Regions from separate parts of the Pan troglodytes genome. Here region 2 is linked to region 1. The links are chromatin contacts, called in public capture Hi-C maps. All regions are on one chromosome and are shown on one strand. Each heading gives the region's core, a stretch centred on a gene start, on an enhancer-like site or on the middle of the called end of the contact. The rest is flanking DNA. Distances are from core to core; before and after follow the strand shown. Region 1 has its middle 110 kb from the start of YWHAZ. Region 2 has its middle 88 kb from the start of ZNF706.

Region 1 (6,921 bases), core at 1,320-3,819:
CATCAAGGTGCCCTTTCTCAAAGCTTCCATGGACTCGTTGGCTTCCAGGTAGTCACTTTTTCTATTGTTCTATCTCCCTCCTTGGCCGCCTCTTCCCATCCTATGCACTTCAGGTACAGAGTAATGCATTTGCATGTTCAGAGCTGCTAATGACCTCGTCGGTGTTTAAACATGGACTATCTAGTCCACATGTCTTAACCTGGGACCTGAATCTAGATGGGGACTGAAGGGTGGGCAGGTCAGCAGGTGCTGAGGCATTCATCTGTAAAGTGCTCACAAACAGCATTAAAGTAAATTGGAAGGATGGTGTCAGCTAACTAAGGCTCCCACACAACCCTTCCAGAGTGGAAAAATCTAAATTGCTTTCACTCTCAGCCTTGAGTGAGAAAAAGAGAATACCCCTCATTGGGGCTCTTTCTGCTGAGCACTTTGCACGGGCAGCTACTTGATATTCACAGTCAATAGAATAATTCATGGGGTTGTACTGACTACCAGAAAAGAGTCAGTTATTTACCTAACTTTTAAATGGGTTCAAGAATTTCAGAAAACTGCTTGTATGTGATCGATTCTAATCTCAGACACAAAGGAGTGCGTGATTTTTATTAGTATACAATTAGTTTCTCACTGACACTACTCTACAAATATTAAATTAAAAAAAATCAATTTGAAAGGGGTGCCAAATTGTGGCCTGCCACAGATCTCAATCTGACACTGTAAAGTTTCTGCAAATGAATGAGGATGTTGTGTGCATGTACAATTTTCTGGGTGAATATTCATAGATTTTGTTGCATGTTCCAAAGAGCCCTAAAACAACCCCACCAACCATAAAAGGGCAGGAAGCTTAGAGGCTTAGATGAAGCCCACAGGCCCCTCCCAAGCCCTCCTTCCTCCGCTCCTTCCCTCTGCACAAGCATCTTCCCTCTTCTTGGCTCCCCACGTAGCCTGATGCCTCACTATACTGAGACCCATTTACTTCACTAACCACCAACCAACCTTGGGATTAAAATGGGCTCGATGATCCAAGTAAAATAATAAACATAAAAATGCCTTCTAAAATTCTACAAAAGTAAAGAATTAAAGAAAAGTCAGGGGGTGCTAGTGTTGTGAAAGTTAATTTGATGACTGATTCCTGAGCGCCTGCCTGAACTATCCACAGGCTGTTCATGTCATGTCCTAAGTGATTTAGGGCAATGTCAGCAGTGGCCGGACTGGAAGCTTCCTGTCTCACTTACTGCCCATATCAGTCTATGAAGTGAGTACTGTTACCCCCAACTTACAGATGAAGAAACTGAGGCCTAAAGAGGTTAGGTAACTTGTCAATTACACACAAGGGTTTGAACTGGAGGCATTCTTGTTAGGACCCTAATTCTAAACCACTATTGAGACACCACTATGTGCTGGAAGCTGTGTGAAGCCTGCTATGAGTATTTAACTTATTTAATCCCCATGACAAACCCATGAAATAAATACTATTATTGTTCCCATTTTACAGAAGGCAAAACTGAGATGGAGAAAGATTAAATCACTTGCCCAAAGTCACATAACTGATAAATGTTGGATAAATGTTGGAGCTGGGGTTTTACCCAGACAGTTTTACTCCAGAGTTCATCCCCTTCACTTTTTCACTGAAACGCACACGATTTAAGGAGTTGCATAAACCAGCCTCCAAATAACCATCTGGGGCCATTAATGAGAGGCCATTTCTGTTATCAGAGGATATAAGATTTTTTTTTTTTTTTTTTGAAATGGAACCTCATTCTGTCGCCTAGGCTGGAGTGCAGTGGTGTGATCTCGGCTTACTGCAACCTCTGCCTCCCAGGTTCAAGCAATTCTCCTGCCTCAGCCTCCCAAGTAGCTGCAATTACAGGCGCCCGCCACCACGCCCTGCTAATTTTTGTACTTGTAGTAGAGACGGGGTTTCACCGTGTTGGCCAGGGCTGGTCTTGAACTCCTGACCTCAGGTGATCTGCTGGCCTCGGACTCCCAAAGTGCTGGAATTACAGGCGTGGGCCACCACACCTGGCCAGGACTTCTTAAGATTCAATAACTTGTCAGTGATTATTTCATCAGTCTTTCAGACACTTTTTCTAATCACACATTGGTTTCAACGGACACTTGCCTACTGTGTACAAAAACAATTGGATGCGGTGCTGAACAAGACATGGTTTGTGCCCTCTGGACGTCTCTGTCTAGTCTGGCAGACGGACACATATACGAAAACACCATGGAAAACAGACTGATTAGATGCCCTGGCGATGTACTCCAGGAGTCCGGGGAGAATTCCTGGCTTCTGCAGGCCGTTAGGTTCCAGGGGGTGGGGGTAGGGTTGGGAGAGGCATGACTGGCGTGTTTCAAGTGGCGCCCGCAGCCAGCCAAGGCAAAACGCAGGACTGAGGGCTTTCCCGGCCCACTAGCTCCTCTGCTGGCTCCCAGCTGTAAGGAGTGGATGCCGTGGTCTCCGCATCCAGCCGTCACGTGCTGCAGCAGCGAGCTCTTTGTTTTCCATCATTCCCTGGCCTCCGCGTGGATGCATTTCAGAGTCACGGGGTTCTGCTTGGTCACACCTGGTCTCAACCTTCTCTCAACACGTCCAACCCTGTCTCGAGGACATGAAGTCCTTGGGGTCCCTGCCTGCCCATCTCCCAACTGATGATTAACTGTAGCTGACAACCCAGCGTTACATAAGAGGATTATGAAACTCTGTTAACAGGGAGGTAGGTGATCTGTATGTATAAATAGACAAAAACCCACGAGTCTGCTGCTTTAAAACTCAGAGACATCTAGTGGCAAGAAATTATACCTGCAGTCCTGGCCCATCCACGCCAAATAAAGGACTTTTTAAAAGTTCTAAATTGTGAAACTTTTGTACCTACCCAAATTGGGAGGCTTTGGGTAAATTACTTTGAAAGAAAAATGGACAGGTTTTTCATTTTTAGGACTACGGCATTATCTTTAATAAAAAGAACCATAAACCTACCTTAAAACTGTTTTGCTCCAAAGTTTTAAATGCACACAATTACATATAGCATGTGTGAGAGAAAATTAGAATATAATGACTCTATTAAAAACTTTTTGACCAGGTGCGGCGGCTCATGCCTGTAATCTCAGCACTTCAGGAGGCTGAAGTGGGCAGATCCCTTGAGCACAGGAATTTGAGACTAGCCTGGACAACATAATGAGACCTCGTCGCTACTAAAAAAAACATTTTTAATAGCCAGGTGTGGTGGCATGCACCTGTAGTTTCAGCTACTTGGTACACTGTGGCAGGAGGATCCCTTGAACCCAGGAGGTCAAGGCAGCAGTGAGTTGTAATGGCACCCCTGCACTCCAGGGTGACAAAATAAGACCCTGTCTCAAAAACCAACAAAACAACCAACCAACCAACCAACCAAACAAACAAAAACACCTCTTCTACACATTGACCTGTCATGCATGATTCAGAACTTTTTTAATGTAAAAAAATTTACAATTTTCCCCTCCAATTTCATAATTATTACAAACTGGTCCTACAGGTGAACAAACGTTGATTGAATAGGAGAATAGCCTTTAAAAATTAACCAGAGAGCCCCCCGCTGCATTTCCTCACTCACATTGCTATCTTCTTTTCTATTTGCCTCCCCCCACCCCATCTGTCAGGGAAGCTGTTTGGGGTTCATGACTTCAGAGGAGAAAAAAGTGGCAGGGAAAAGGGAGTGCCACCCTGGCTTTTGAGTTTCCAAAAGCTTGATCCTTCAGGGAACATAAAGGACTTACAACATAAACCAAATGTATATTTTTTGTAAATAGACTCTTTTTAAAGTATATAACATAGCTTCAGAGAAGTGCAGAAATCGTATTACAAGTGGTTAAGTGTGAGGTCATCACAAACTAAGCCCACCTGTGTCACCAGCAGTGAGTTTTGGACATTACAGCCCTCCCACTCCTCATCCAGTCACTCCCCTCCTTCTCTCCCTGCCTAGCACCTAGCACTATCCTGACTTCCCGTGCTGCAGGGGAGTAGTTCTTCTCCTTCTCCTTCTCCTCTTTTTTTTTGAGACAGGGTCTCACTCTGTTGTCTAGGCTGGAGTGCAGTGGTGCAATCATAGCTTACTGCAACCTCAGCCTCCCAGGCTCAAGCAATCCTCCCCCTTCAGCCTCCAGGGTAGCTGGGACTACAGGCGCATGCCACCAGACCTGGCTAATTTTTGTATTTTTTGACAGATGGGGTTTCGCCATGTTATCCAAGCCAGTTTTGAACTCCTGATCTCAAGCAATCTGGCCGCCTCAGCCTCCCAAAGTGCTGGGATTACTGGCGTGAGCCACCATGCCTGGCCAAGTTCTTATTGTTTTGTTATCCAATATGTATCCCGTTGTGCTTGTCTTCTTTTGCTTCACATTATATCTATAGATTCATCCATGTTGTTGCATGTGACAATAGTTCATTTTCATTCGTGTATAAAATTCCTTTATGTGACTATACAATGCATTAATTCGTCTATTCAACTCTTGATAGCCATTTGAGTTGTTTCTAGTTTGCAGCCGTTAAGAATAATGTTGTCATGAAGCTCTGTCTTTTGTACATATGTATTCATTTCTTAGAGGATGTAACTAGGGATGGAATTGCTGGGTGACAGGATGTTTGCTCAGCTTTAGTTGATTCTGACCAACTCCTTTCCAAAGAGGCTATGCTAATTTACACGTTCACCAGCACAGTGTGAGGGCTGCAGTTGTTCTACATCCCACCAACACATAGTACTTGCAATCTTATTTATTTATTTATTTATTTATTTATTTATTTATTTATTTATTTATTTTGAGACTAGGTCTTGCTCTGTTGCCCAAGCTGGAGTGCAGTGGCACGATCTCGGCTCACTGCAAACTCCCCCTCCTGGGTTCAAGCAGTTCTCCTGCCTCAGTCTCCCGAGTAGCTGGTACTACAGGCATGCGCCACCATGCCTGGCTAATTTTTGTATCTTTAGTAGAGACAGGGTTTCACCATATTGACCAGGCTGGTCTCGAACTCCTGACCTCAGGTGATCTGCCCACCTCAGCCTCCCAAAGTGCTGGGATTACAGGTGTGAGCCACCATGCCTGGCCTGTGTTGTAGTTTTAGTTGCATTTTCCAGGTATAATGAGATTGAGCACCTTTCCTTTTCTTTTCTTTTCTTTTCTTTTCTTTTTTGTATGTAGAGACAAAGTCTTGCTCTGTCACCAGGCTGGAGTGCAGTGGCATGATCATAGCTCACTGCAGCCTTGACTTCCTGGGCTCAAGCGATCCTCCTGCCTCAGCCTTCCAAAGTGCTGCGATAACAGGTGTGAGCTACTGTACCTGGCCAAGCACCTTTTATCTTGCTTTCCAAGTATTTGGATATCTTCTCTTGTAAGATGGCTTGTCAAATTTCCCGCCTGTTTTTCTGTTGGACTGGCTGTTGTGTTCTAATCGCTCTGTAGAAATTCTTTATATATTCTAGATATGAGTCCTTCTTATGTGCTACAAATATTTTTTCTCATTCTTGCTTTTTCAATCTTTCAGTGGTATCTTTTCATGATTAAAAAAAAAACTTGTTAATTTTAAAGCAGCCCAATTAAAAATTGCTTAATTTTGCTGGGCCTGGTGGCTCACACCTATAATCCCAGCACCTTGGGAGTCTGAGTTGGGAGGATCGCTTGAGCCCAGGAGTTGGAGATCAACTTGGGCAACATAGTGAGACCAGTCTCCACAAAAAACTTAAAAAAAATTAGCTGGACGTGGTGGCACACACCTGTAATCCCAGCTACTCAGGAGGCTGAGATGGGAAGATCACTTGAGCATGGAAGGTTGAGGCTGCAGCGAGCCATGCATGACAGAACAAGACTGCCTCAAATTTTTTTTTTTTTTTTTTTTGAGACAAAGTCTCACTCTGTCGCCCAGGCTGAAGTGCAGTGGTGCCATCTCAGCTCATTGCAACCTCTGCCACCCAGGTTCAAGCAATTCTCCTGCCTCAGCCTCCCGAGTGGCTGGGATGACAGGCACCCGCCACCATGCCTGGCTAATTTTTGTATTTTTAGTAGAGACGGGGTTTCACCATGTTGGCCAGGCTGGTCTTGAACTCCTGACCTCAGGTGATCCGCCTGCCTTGGCCTCCCAAAGTGCTGGGGTTACAGGCGTGAGCCACTGAGCCCGGCCGACTGTCTCAAATTTTTAAAAGAGTTAATTTATAGTCATTAGGATTTTCTGTTGTGATATCAAGAAACTTATTCTTTGGCCTTTCACATTTAGATCTGTAGTCCACCTGAAATTGGTGTATGTTTATGGATATCCTGTTGACCCAGAACCACTTATTAAGAAGATTGTCCTTTCTCCTACGGCTCAGCATGCCACTTTTGTCATAAATCAAGTGTCCATTAATGTGTGGGTCTGTTCTTTGACTCTCTATTTTGTTCCATTGGTCTACTTGCCTATTCTTGTACCATTACTATTCTGTCTTAATTATTGTAGCTTTATAATAAATCTTTTTATCTGGTAGATTGTCTTCCAACTTGCTTCTTCTTTAATAGTGTCTGTAGCATTGTTGGCCTCTTACATTTCTATATACATTTTAGAATCAGCTTATGAATGTTCCCAAAAAACATGCTGGGATTTTCAATACATTTATGAATGCATGAATCAATATATCGATTTAGGGAACATTTTTACATCTTTTAACTATCTAAACCAAATATTCAGGAGAATACATAATGAGAAAGCTTCCCCAAACACAGTCTGGAAAATAAATTTTCCTGGGTAGGGGGAAAACAATGACAGCTTCAAGGGCAACAATTTAGTGTGGGCATTGGTGGGTTCCAGAGAAAGTGGTCTTGTCCCCATACCACAAGCTAAGCCCTGGGAAGACCATAAGATGCCCAGGTAGGGTGTGGAACATGAGGGTGTGAGCAGCGATGAAATTTGTGTTTTCCTGTAGA
Region 2 (6,285 bases), core at 119-2,618, 440 kb before region 1:
TAAAAGAGACCTCCCTAGTTAAACCACTCTTTCAAGTTTAGAAGTTTAAAAAAAGCAAAATTCACTGTTACTAGCTCCCTCAGTCATTAGAAGATGGCCTTTAACTCCTGGTTACTTTTAACTCTTTTCCCTGGAAGCCGTTCACTTACAAAGGCAGGATGAACAAAAATCGAACCATGTGTTCACAGGGATTTAGCCGGAGGTGGGATGCAGAATCCTAGTTTATCTCTGGGCGGAAGAGGCTCTGTTGCACTTTATTAGGTCAACCCCTGTGCAATATAAATACCATGAGATGCTATATAGGTAACTTATTCACGGTGTTTTAGGAGAGTAAATTGGTTTCCTGTTGTTGCTGTAACAAATTACCATAAAAGTTAGTGACTTCAAGCCACACGCACTTTTAATCTTACAGTTCTGGAAGTCAGAAGTCTGCAGTGAGTCTCACGGGGCTAAAACCAAGGTGTCAGCAGTTCCTTCTGGAGGCTCCAGTGGAGACTCTGTTCTTTGCCTCCCAGTTTCTAGAGGCCGCCCATGTTCCTTGGCTCCTGGCCTCTTCCTCCTCTCACTCAGACCTCTTGCTCCCCACCTCTCATCTCCTGCTACCCACTCTGTTCTCCTGCCTCCCTATTACACGGGCCCTTGTGACTATATTGGGTATGCCCAATGATCCAGGGTTATCTCTCCATCTCAAAATCCTTCACTTAATCACATCTGCAAAGCCCCTTTTGCTAAATATGGTAATATTCCTAAGTTTAGGGAATGAAGTCTAAGCCTCTGAGTTTTGGGGTAGTTTGTCATGCAACAGTAGCATTCTTCCCCCTGCCTCCACGACCAGCCTGCCTACCACAGGGGAAGAAAGAGCTGTTGGAAATCTAGGCCTCACAAATCACCTCAGAACTGTCTCTTCTTTTTAGATCTTCCTGGGTGTGGACAGTTGACAGTCGCATAAACTGTGCTCTGGGAAATCCAGGGCTAGTCATTCAATGGAGAGTAGGAATTTGGGGCCTCAGATGAGATAACATTGCCGCTCTTTTCTCTCTCGAATATGGAACTTTCTCAAAACTGTGAGCCTCCATTCACAAATAGCTATGTAGTCATCATCAAATGGTATCAGTTTTGGACCTTCCCTGTTTATATGAAGCTGTGCAGACATTATATAAATTTGCCATTCACCTTAAATCTAGGCAGGTTCTGTGAGTGTTTTGATCAGGTCCAGGCTTTAAGAGTCAGGAAACTTTCATTTCCTGTTGCTCAGAGCACGGGCTCTGGGAGCCCTCCATAAAAGAAGCTCAACTGCTTTGCTGGAGAGACAACATGGAGAGGCTCTCCTGGGAGAAGAAGAAGGGCTCAGCTGAGCATTGCCTTCCAGCTGTCCCTACCAAGGCACCAGGTGTGTGTGTGGCCTGACCCTCCAGACAGACCAGCTGCCAGCTGATAGCCACTGAATGTTCCCTATCTATATCACAGGCTGCAGCCAAGTCCTCCCTAAATTCCTGATCTATAAAACTGAGACAGAAGAAAGTGATTGTAGTGTTAGTCCTCTAAATTTGGGGGTAGTTTGTTATGTAGCAACAGGCAACCACAACAGAATTTGATGACTGCCATGTGCATTGTGAGCTAGTTATTTTCTACAGGATCTGAGGATAGAAATGTAGAGGGCATCGATCCGCAAATCCCAGTCAGTATCCACATCACATAGTGCAGATTTCAGACCCCTTTCTCTGCATAGTGATAAACTAATGAGTTTACTCATCTCTGGAGCAGGGATCATTGAAATGGGAGTCACAGAGTTGTTGGGGTGACAAAAGAAATAAGAAGAGCTTTAAAATGTGAGAAAGCCAACCCAAATGTTTTAGTTAGCAATGGCAGTTACAGTCACAGTATCACAAGAGAAATGAAATGGAGAATAGTCTTTCTTGTTTTAACATTGTCTTGTTTTAATATTGTCTTGTTTTAAAATCGCTTGTTTTAATATTGTCTCCAAGTATGGATATTGATCATGGGTTTAAAGCCATTTGACTTTTCATCACAACTCATTTTCAATATTTAAGAAGAAAACATAAAACAAGGGAACATGAAAACGAATTACTTTTTTCTCCCTGAGAGTTTGGGATCGAATGTGTTACTTGCTAATGTATTATGTAATTTGTGGATTATGTAATTTGTGGACAAATTTATTCTCTTCCTGTCCTGAGCTGACCCCCTTCTTTCGCCTGCCTTCTGTGATTCACATGCACTTTTATGTGTGCCCTTTCACTACAGTGTAATAAAAATCTGCTTTGTAGAGTATACTTAAGCCTGTGACTACTATTTAAAATCAATTGTCCTTCAGAAAGGTTGGTCAAGCCTAACACAGATAATGATTAAAGACTGGAATGGAAGAAATCTGCCTCTCCAGGGAAGATGGGTCGGACAATCATGGCATGAACTTGAGCCCAGAAAACAGCCAGCACATACAAGTCTAGAGAGCTGCCTTTGAAGACATCTCTAGTTTAGTCTGCACATAGTGAGATCTGCAAAAGATTAGAAGCTGGAATTCAAGGGCTGTCAGGAACCAGACCAACACAGCCTCTGGGACCCAAGGCCTTTGATTAGAATATACGGAAGTCTGTTCTCGAGTAACTGAGAAAGAATATACAAATGCAGATTTCTTTCTTGTAGAGTAAGATTCTTGGGCCAAATTTTGAATTTTAAACACCAATTTGGAATTTCCATATGTTTTTGGCTTTTGTGAAAGGCTTTGCTCATTGTTGACTAGCCTACTCTAATCAAAACCAAATCAAACGAATGGGTTTGAAAAAAACTACGAGGCAGGCCTGTCTTTGCTTAGCTTCCCTCCAGGACTGCTGTGTTTGAGGAGGTTAGGAAAGATCAGTGTAGCCTGGAGCAGGAGCTTTTCTGTGCCTGAGGTCTTCACCTTTTCATTTGACAGAGTCCCTGTAAACATGGGTAACCTGGCTCTTCCAAGATCAGGGCACCATCCTCCAAAGGCCGCATCCCTTGTTTAGAAAGGAAGTGGTAACTCCTTGGATATTAATATTGAAGCCAAAGATGGGATCTCCAGTCCAGTCCCATGCTCTGAAGAGAAGGGGAAATTGCTGATACTGTGTTCCCTGACAGTGATCTACGTTTGCTTGAGCTGAGAAAAGAATGGAGGCGTTCCTTTTACCAGCAAAGCGGAAATTTTTCAAGACTGAATTTCCTGACATTCAGAGATTCTACCCTCGAAACAGCCAAGCCCCAGAACCAAGGTAGCGTGGTGGCCACAGAACACAGCAAGCAAGAGTAATGTGCCCCAGAGGAGCCTGCAGGTGTTAACCTGCAAACCAGCACTGCACAGGTGAGGACAGAGGCACTGGGGGTGAGGCGCAGATGAGGGGCCTCCCAAACTGAAGCCTGGGGGCAGGGCTGAAAGGGCAGCAGAGAGACCAAAAGTAGGAATTTGCAGACAGGCAGGCTTGGCTCTACCATTCATGTGTGCTTTTGTCAAGTCCCCTGACCTCTAGGCTGGAGTTTCCCCATGGGAGAACGAGGGTATCACCTGCCTTGTGCTGGAGGTTGTTTGAGGATTCTGTGTGAGAACATTTGCTGCAGGTCACCCTGATAGCACAGGGAGAAAGTGGGCAGGAAGGAGCTGCTGCAATGTAAGATTCAGGAAGCCACAGTCAATCTGGGGCAGGCAGGGCTGAAGTTCAATGCGAAGTCATTCCCAGCTTGGAGGCGAGAAGCGATGGTTCTACATAAATATTTACGGCCGCAATCAGGATTGCTCTGGGATCTCAGGAGAGAGTGCGGGGAGTACCCCTAAGTCTCTCCATCATCATTAACCTCCTCAGCTGTGCAGACAAGGATGGCTGGGCTGGGGACACCAGGTCACACAGTTGAGCTGACACCCACCCAGGCTGTGCATATCCTCAGTTGTTAACAAATGCTTCTATAAATCCCCCACAGTTCTGAATTCCAAGTTCTGTTGCTTTTCCAATCTTCATGTTTCCATCTGGCAAGATTTTTCTCCTTAAAACCAATCAAATTTGATGAAATTTGGGCTTCAGATGAATATTTAGAAAAAGAATTAAGTGATGGGTCTTTATTTCTCATTTCTTTTTGCAGCTGTTATTCCAAGTTACCAATTCCCAAAATAAACTTGCTTTTTTGCTTTGAACCAAGAATTTTACTTGACAGACAGATGATGTATAAACAGTGACCTTTCTGGATTTGCAGAATTCTTTGACTACATTATTTATCAGCCCACAGGTGCTGCATATAGCTATAAGATAGATATCAAGAAGACCAAAGAAGAAATGCCAAACGAAATTCATTTCTGTTAATGAATGCGGTGTCTCTGATGCTATTTTTCCATTAACCACATATCACATCTAGTGTGTGTGTGTGTGTGTGTGTGTGTGTGTGTGTGTGTGACTTCAGGAACTCTGTAGGATTTCAAAACATGTTGTGAATCCTACCTTTTTTGAGATGAGGTCTCACTCTGTCACCAGGCTAGAATGCAGTGGTGCAATCATGGCTCACTGCAACCTTAAATTCTTGGGCTCAAGTGATCCTCCCACCTCTGCCTCCTGAGTAGCTGGAAACTACAGGCGCTCACCACCATGCCTGGCTAATTTTTTTTATTTTTGTAGAGACAGGGTCTCACTATGTTGCCCAGGCTGGTCTCGAACTCCTGGCCTCAAGTAATCCTCCTGCCTTGGCCTCCCAAAGTGCTGGGATTACAGGCGGGAGGCACTGCACCTGGCTGTGAATCTTACCTTTGAGCCTCAGGCTTTGCAGTGGCCCTTCATGTTAGGGTAAACAAGTAAACAGCTTGGCCTCACTTTGCTTTAATGTTTTAAAGAAGTCTAGTTTATTTGCGAAGGAAAAGGATGAATAACAATGAACTTTGTTTTTGCATGATGCCTTTTTACAAATACTTTACATCTGCTCACTAAAGATGATCGTGGCGACCTTGAGAAGCAGCAGAAGTTAGACATGATGCCAACATCGACACCTGTGGAAACAGTCACAGAGTTGGCTAGGGCTGGCCTGAGAAGATGTCACAAGCTGATGGTGACAAAGGAAGGTCAGGGCCCAGGTCTCTCTCCTGCTTTCCTTCCTGATGAAAAATTTTAAAAACAATTATTTTACTTGTATTGTAAGGATAATATTACTCATGAAAAAATTAGAAAATAGAGAAAAGCAGAGAATAAAAATCATTTTAGTTCTACCAGTTAAACACAATTTTTTAACATCAGTTTTCCAGGTCAAAAGGGACATTTTTGAACCAGGAAATAAATGACTTACCTAAGCTTATCTTGTAGTGGATAGCTGCACCCAGCAATCTTGCATTAATTGAGCTGTCATATGGATCCTGGCTTGCAGTTTGGAGCCAGGTGTCTGCCCACACAATGTGAGCTGAGTGGCACCAAAAGAGAGCCATTTGTACCCACTCCCTTCTTCTACGGCCATTGTTAAGTCACCCAGGATAAGTAATCCTGTCTCCAGAAGGCAGATCCTCATTACCTATAGTTAGGTCTCATGGGATGAGTAACCCATTAGCACCCATTAACAGAGATGAGTTTCTCCAATTAACTGGCTCCAAACAAGGCTCTGTGGAACGGGATATAGGGTAGGTAACTGTCGAAACTAGCGTGAGGAGTCTTTTCTAAACTATAATGGAGGGGGTGGGGGGTCTCTCTGGTACATGTGGGAAGCACAGTTAAGGCTTATTCTGCAGCTGCTGCCATTATTGCCACTGATGCCATCATCCTATGAGGGGTAGATTGCATTTTCCAAAGATGGAGATTACTATTTCATTCCACAAGCTCTTCCTATAAAGTGACTGGTGCCCACCCACTGAGAGGTGGCCTCTGTTTTTCCTCCACTTGAATCTAGGGACAAGCCTATGGCTGCTCAACTCACTGAAGAATGGTGGAAGTGACTGATGCTCCGTGACTTCAGAGGCTAGATCCCAAAAAGGTCAGAGCCTCCATTCACTGCTTGCATTGCTTTCCACCTCTCCTCCCTCTCCAAGCCCTCCCAGTGCTCGCTTTCCAGCCAACATGCAGCGACGAAGTCCAAACAAGTCCAAGTGGAGAGGCCACATGGGGAGGGGCTGATGACCTCAGCCAACAGCCAGCATCCACCACCAGACATGTGAATGGACAAACCTTCAGAAGATTCTAGCCTGCAGTCTTCAGGGCTTTCAGCTGAGGCCCCAGACGCTGTGGAGTAGAGTCAAGCCAGCCATCCTCTTGTCTCTGCTCCATAGAATTCCTCTGCCCTGATCAAATT

The links. Capture Hi-C pulls out chosen DNA fragments and counts their contacts.
Region 2: a contact with region 1 is called in a capture Hi-C map of stem cell-derived neural stem cells, with 6 times the contacts expected there. The contact joins two enhancer-like sites. A contact is called at or near these places in 3 of 7 Hi-C or Micro-C datasets (blood, induced pluripotent stem cells and stem cell-derived neural progenitor cells), 1 of 1 datasets of contacts at active chromatin or transcription factors (stem cell-derived excitatory neurons) and 1 of 1 other capture datasets (stem cell-derived neural stem cells).

Annotation. Positions count from the first base shown.
Region 1 is chr7:111,086,534-111,093,454 of NHGRI_mPanTro3-v2.0_pri, reverse strand. No RefSeq gene overlaps it. Among named protein-coding and RNA genes, the nearest start is that of YWHAZ, 110 kb to the left of the region's middle. Within about 2 kb of position 2,569, at least 21 of the 24 cell types and tissues checked have an H3K27ac peak or open chromatin away from gene starts, as enhancers often do. A contact at or near this core is called in stem cell-derived neural stem cells, where this site is marked.
Region 2 is chr7:111,529,289-111,535,573 of NHGRI_mPanTro3-v2.0_pri, reverse strand. No RefSeq gene overlaps it. Among named protein-coding and RNA genes, the nearest start is that of ZNF706, 88 kb to the right of the region's middle. Within about 2 kb of position 1,368, at least 1 of the 24 cell types and tissues checked has an H3K27ac peak or open chromatin away from gene starts, as enhancers often do. A contact at or near this core is called in stem cell-derived neural stem cells, where this site is marked.